Regions from separate parts of the Mus musculus genome. Here region 1 is linked to region 2. A link is a contact called in public promoter capture Hi-C data. All regions are on one chromosome and are shown on one strand. Each heading gives the region's core, a stretch centred on a gene start, on an enhancer-like site or on the middle of the called end of the contact. The rest is flanking DNA. Distances are from core to core; before and after follow the strand shown. Region 1 holds the start of Fndc10 (fibronectin type III domain containing 10). Region 2 holds the start of Gabrd (gamma-aminobutyric acid (GABA) A receptor, subunit delta).

Region 1 (2,966 bases), core at 318-2,817, 300 kb after region 2:
ATTTCCAACTAATACCTGCAAGCCAACTGAAAGAAGGTCTGGATAATTCTGGACATGACCTACAGGAATTTCTGGGCACATTTACAATGATGAGTCTGCACTCTGCCCAGTTTAAGGGAAAGGTAGGAATAGGGTGGGGGCAGGAAGTATATCTCTTGAAACCCCTGCCCTCCACTGAGGACGGAGATCTTATTAGACTCTACAAATTGGAGAGGCTTGGTGTCGTGATTGGATCCTTCCAAGTTAGTCATGAGGTGCACAATGGCTGCATAGAGGCTTCTGATACTGAACTCAGGCTCAGTTACCGCTTGGGGTTTTCAGGATGACTAGGATAAGGGCTGTAGGTGTGTGGAAACACCATAGTCTACAGACACAGGAGGTAGGACCTAGAGAACACTGCAGCCCGCACACCCTCCGTTTCCTTTCCTGGCTAAGGTCACCTCAAAGGACAGTACGTACAGTAGGGTGAGACCACACTCGCCTCCCTTTTCAGTGCACCGTTGATCCTTAGCAGCAGAGCTTTTAGGCACTAGCTGGTTCTGGCTGCACCCCCTACTTAGCGCAGGCAGGGCAGGCAGGGCAGTCTCTTCAGGTGTCCTTTGGCCCTGACTCTGTTTGGTGACCGTGCAGGGGTGAGAATTCAGTGGTTCTGCCCGTCCCCCTGTGTCTCCTTGCTTGGTTGTTTTGTGTTTTTTGAGACTAGTCTCAAGTAGTCAAGGAGACCTTTGATCTTGCTGATTTAGGGCACCATAACTGGCTTGGTTTGATTTTATTTTATTTTTTTGTTTTCATTTTGAGGGTCTCACTAAATTGCCCAGGTTGACCCCAAACTCATTTGGTAGCCCAGGTAGGCTATTCTCTTTTCCCACTTCTTTAGAGATGTATTTATTTTACGTATATAAGTGCTCTCTCTATACATATATATAAGTGTGTGCACCTGTGTGCCATCAGATCCCATTATAGATGGTTGTGAGCCACCATGTGGTTGCTGGGAATTTAATCCACAACTTCAGGAAGAGCAGCCAGTGCTCTTAACCACTGGGCCATCTCTCCTGCCCGGGTGGGCTAGTTCTTAAGTAGCTTGGATTCTATCGGCCTGACTCGGGGTGGCTTTTTGTGGGGTCGTTTTCATTGTCTGGTCCTGAGCCTCTTCAAGAGCCAATGACGAGAAGGAACAATGAGATAGAGGAGATCTGCCTGCAACATCTCTTCAGGAGTGCAGAATAATCAATTTTCACCAAGTCAAAACCTTGGCCTCAGATTTTCCTCCCTAGTGGATGCCATCTACTCCAAAGATCCAGGATCTCAGAGTGAAGTTACATTTCAGTCCCTTTGTCCATCCTCTTGGTCAGAGCGGGCAGGACGCTCTCGGTGGCCACGAGGGGCCAGCACCGGATAGAGGGACCGTCCGGAGTTCTCATCAATTGTGGCAAGGGCCTGTCCCAGGACCACCGTTCAACACCCGCCTGTGCTAGGTAGACTTTCTCATGCCCGTGGGACGCGGCCCAGAGAGGGTTAAGGGGGCGGGACGTGGGGCAGCCCCGCCTTTGCCGCTGGGTCCGAGCGCGCACCGGGCCTGGGCGTGAAGCGGGTCGGAGCGGGTGGCGGCGGAGGGCGCTGCGTGGGGGGAGCGCGGCAGCGGCTGCGGCGGCGCGGCCCGCGTGACCCTCCGCCGCGCCCCGTGCGCTCGCGAGCCCGCGCCCCGCCGCGCCGGCCTAGCCGCAGGATGCGCGCTCCGCCGCTGCTGCTGCTGCTGGCTGCATGCGCGCCACCGTCAGGCGCCGCTGTGGACCCGACGCCGCCGGGCTGGGAGCCGGCCCCCGACGCGCCCTGGTGCCCCTACAAGGTGCTGTCCGAGGGCCCAGAGACGGGCGGTGGGCGCCTGTGCTTTCGCAGCCCCGTTCGGGGTTTCCGCTGCCAGACGCCGGGCTGCGAAACGTTGGCCTCGGCGGGTGGCTCGCTGCGCGCCCACGTCCTGCGCAATCGCAGCGTGCTGCTGCAGTGGCGCCTGGCTCCTGCAGAGGCGCGCCGCGTGCGCGTCTTCGCGCTAAACTGCTCGTGGCGTGGCACCTATACGCGCTTCCCTTGCGATCGCGTGCTTTTGGGTGCCTCTTGCCGCGACTACCTGCTACCGGACGTGCACGACAGCGTGCGCTACCGCTTGTGCCTGCAGCAGCTGCCGCTGCGCGCCGAGGTCGCCGTCGTCCCGCCAGAGCTGGCCGAGTGCGTGGAGTTCACCGCCGAACCGGCAGCTATGCAGGAGATCGTGGTGGCCATGACGGCGGTAGGCGGCTCCATCTGTGTCATGCTGGTGGTCATCTGCCTGCTGGTGGCCTACATCACCGAGAACCTCATGCACCCGACCTTCCGGCGACCCAGTCTGCGCAGGCAGCCCTGAAGCGCAAGGCGACCCGCCCACCTGGGTTCCATCTGCCAAGTGCGCTGAGACCCTAAGGCCCTCTCTCTGCTTTTCTCTCATTCCCTCTCCCTCTTTAGGATCCCCATGGAGGGCCTAATGGAAACTAGCCCATGCAGGGACCTTGGCATCATCCCACGACCTTGCCAGCCCCAGATGGGTATCTGCCTTCCAGACTCAGGCCTCAGACTGGCCCATAGGCCTGGGCTAGAGTGTCAATGGCAGCCAGGGGTCTTCTCCATCTCCAGAGGCCTTTATAGAGCCGGCCAGAATATACATTCCCTTCTGGCAAAAACCACTGGCACCCAGGATCATGAACCTGAACTTTCATCCTGTGCCAGGTTGTCAAAGCTTGGCCGTGATTGTTGCTTGGTCACTTTGTACTTTGCAGATTGGGAGGAGTGACCTCTGGAGCCTGTACCCACCCCACCTTACCCCAGTGGGCTTAGGTTAGCTTTGTGCCTTAGTATCTCTGACCCACTGCAGGAGCCACCCATCATCCCTCAGCTGTCCATGGGGACTGTGGCCCTGTGGCTGTCTGGCTTATGCA
Region 2 (3,289 bases), core at 395-2,894:
TTTTTTCTTTTACTTTGAGGAAGGGGATAGGCTATGCATGCAGAGTTGAGGGAGGGGTCTGGAGAATTTCCCAGCAAGCAACCTATAAATAGGTCCTGTAAATAGAATAAATAGAAAACGAGCTTCGTGTCAGCATAGGACAGGATTTGCCAACAAATGAGTTTTGGTGTCATGCTCAGACTAAAATGTTGGGGTTGTCAGAGCCTCTCAGTTTTCAAATTCTTGGCTATGTGGCCACGGTCACGGCCAGCATCTGACCTCAGAGCCTCAAACATGACAGCTGCAGCCATGTTACTATGCTTCACCCTCTGAGAAGAAAGGAAGTAAAGCCCACAGGGACTAAATAAGGAACAGAACCCTTTTCTGGGCATTGGTGGATCAGAGGCTTACGGTCAGTGGCCATTCTCTGCTCTCCAACCTAGTTCTAACATTTGTAGCCAGATCTAGGCCTTCTGGACCTGTCCCCCACCTGCCAGCAGAGAGGCTCAGACACCTGCATGACATGCTTCCTGGGACTCTACGGCCAAAATACAGCTGGCATGCAGCCATATCTGTTGTCCAACCCTCTAGGTCCGTGCCAGTTGGCCCTCAAGTCCAGAGCTCCAGGGACCTGTCTCCACTGTTTGATTTCTGCCTTTTCCTCTAAAGGACCTCACAAAGACACTTGCTTCTTATGACTCTCATGGTAGGTTGCTCGGCCCAAGATGACCAAGGTTGGATTCTAAGTCCCAGCGAGAAGAGAAAGAAGACAGGGACTGTGGAGTGTTGGAAGCTCCTGAGAGGATGCCCCAGCCTAAGGCCTCCCTGCTTAGACTCTTCTCGCTCTGGGGAAAGAGCCCTCTTTTATCCCCAAGAATATAGTCTCCTTCCATGGGGGTATTCGACAGGACCACTTGGCTGCTGTTCACCTGCAATCAGGATTCAGTCTGTAAACTCAGAAGCAACTGCTGAGAGAAGACCCACGGTCACCTTTGCTCTACTGACAGGGTTGGGACAAACCTTTCTGAGGCGTCCATACAAGACGGAGGAAAAGGATAGTCATTTCTCAAGGGCAGACCCGCTCCCCATGACCCCCAGTTCTTAAGTCTTCCTTTCTTCTTGCCCTCAGCTCATCCTGCCGAGCTTCAGCTCTGCACTTGGAAGGGTACCAGCGGAGCAGGAACCAGCTCAGTGGGATGGGGCCAAGGACAAAGATGAAGAGAGGTTTTCACATTAACCTGGCCTGGCGGCTCCAATCCCGCCCCACAGCGCAGCGTTCAGCACCGAGGACGGCGGACAGCACCCGGGCAGCAGGAGAGAGGTCAGCCGGGTCCTTAGATCTGGAAGAGCGGCAGGCGCAAAGCACAACAGGGTGGACCTAGAGGTGAAGACTCTGGGTCCTGACAACTCGGAACTCTGCCCCACCGAGGGTGCCCGCCAAAGAACGAGTCCCTCCTGCCCCACATCATCCCTGGCCCACGAGCTGCTCACCTGGCGCCATGGTGCGGCTGCGTGCAGAGCAGCAGGAGCGGCAGCAGCAGCCAGCCCAGAACGTCCATGGCCTTGCGGGCTGTGCGCGGGACAGGTCCAGCTAGCCCCAGCGCAAGCAAAGTTGCTTTGCCTGCGGCCGCGCGGCGGCACCAGAAGGGCGGGAGCGCGAAGGAGAGTGGAACGGGCGCTGGGGGAGGATGGAACGTCGAGCCTGCCCCGCCCCGCCCCGCCCCGCCCCGCGCCACAGTCCCACCCCCGCTCGCACGCCCTGCCGCACGCGGGGAGGCTTCTGCGCACCGCATAGCACCCGGTGGTCGCTCCGCTGCGCTCCGGAGAGCTCCGAGAGCCTCGCACACTGTGTCCTCTCCATTGCTGTCAGAAGTCAGGCGGCCCAGACCCTCCTCCAGCTGTGGCCCTTGCTGTCTGCAAACAAGTTCCTCCACGTGTCTGCCTGGAGCACAAACGACCAGGACGCAAGACGAGTGGATTCCCTTTTGCAGGTAGTGCAAAGCCTCATCCCTGAGGCCCTGCTTGCTTGAGAGGTTTGTGAGGGTCTCAGGCTTGGGTTGCCTAGGCAGGGGGCGTTCCTGAAGCCACCATTCCTTCTATCAGGGAATATCAGACACCTCCTCACATTTCATTCCCTGGACACCCTCCACCTTCCCTCATAAGAGAGAAAAGTGGTAGATACTATTATTGACTATCTCTCTGACTTGAAAACCCTACTGGACAAGAGAGGATACTGATACCTGAATCTGGGTGCTCAGGTCCCATCTTACCTATCCATACCAACCAGGACAGGCCCTGCTGACAACGCTGACATCGACCCTCCATAGGAAAGAAGGCTCACACATCTTTTATCTTTTTTAAATTGTCTTTTTTATTTTTGAAATTACAACTCTATCATTTCTCCCTTTCCTCCCTCCAGCATCTCCTGTATACCACCACTCTTTTCTCTCTTTCAAATTCATGGCCTCTTTTTTTTTTTCATTAATTGTTGCTACATACAAATATGTATATACATATATATTCCTAATTATAACCGGCTCAGTCTGTATAATGCCACTTTGTATTTTGTTCTCAAGGCTGACCATTTGATATTGGAAAACCAATTAGTATGCTCTTCCCCCGGACACATCTTCCATTTTAATTCTTTTGAGTACAAAGTTTTGAAGGATTCCTTTTAAAAGCTACTCACAAGCTTTAGCCCCTGTTTCACCTCATTCATTGACCTTACTGGATGCCTGGGATCACAGAAAACACTTTAAAATAAGCAGATCCCACCCACCAGTGGTGAACACGTGGAGTTCCAGCTACTTCAGAGACTGAAGCAGAAGATGAGAGGTTTAGATACAGCCTAATCGACATAGTAAGGATGCCCTATGCTCAGGTGCCCTGGGGATGCCTGGAAACTGGCCAGTCAGGTGTGTTGAAAAAGATGACTTATAGAGCTTCTAGCACAAGGAACTGCTTAGATATGGTTTTTTTTTGTTTTGTTTTGTTTTGTTTTCATTTTTCAGACAGGGTCTGATGAAGTTCAGGCTGGTTTTGAACTTGCTATATAGTCAAGGATGACTCTGAACTACTGGCCACCCATCCGGCTTCGCCTCAAGTCCCGGGGTTACAAGCTTTCAAAATTTTGTTCCTAGCAAGATTTGTGTGTAGCTTCTGAGCTTTGGTTCCTTCCTACACATATACATATATAGGTTGTATGTATACATTTTGAACTAGTTATGGGTCTGTCTTTACCTCTGACCTGGGTTCGACTCAGGGAATTAGGAGAGATAACTATGGAGCTGACTCATCCAAGGTCAGGAAA

Evidence for each region. Promoter capture Hi-C pulls out the DNA fragments that hold promoters and counts their contacts.
Region 1: a promoter capture Hi-C map of liver shows a contact between it and region 2, with 3 times the contacts expected there. The contact joins the promoter of Fndc10 here to the promoter of Gabrd in region 2. A contact is called at or near these places in 7 of 39 promoter capture datasets (the 3T3-L1 cell line, the C10 cell line, cranial neural crest and 3 more), 2 of 484 Hi-C or Micro-C datasets (the N1E-115 cell line and myocytes) and 3 of 115 datasets of contacts at active chromatin or transcription factors (cardiomyocytes and embryonic stem cells).

Annotation. Positions count from the first base shown.
Region 1 is chr4:155,692,775-155,695,740 of GRCm38.p6, forward strand. Fndc10 (fibronectin type III domain containing 10) reads left to right here and starts at 1,568. Exons shown (of 1, transcript NM_178699.4): 1 at 1,568-2,966. The coding sequence starts at 1,727. The coding sequence ends at 2,398.
Region 2 is chr4:155,396,425-155,399,713 of GRCm38.p6, forward strand. It overlaps Gabrd (gamma-aminobutyric acid (GABA) A receptor, subunit delta), which reads right to left and starts at 1,645. Exons shown (of 9, transcript NM_008072.2): 1 at 1,471-1,645. The coding sequence starts at 1,538. It also overlaps a transcript of Cfap74 not described here.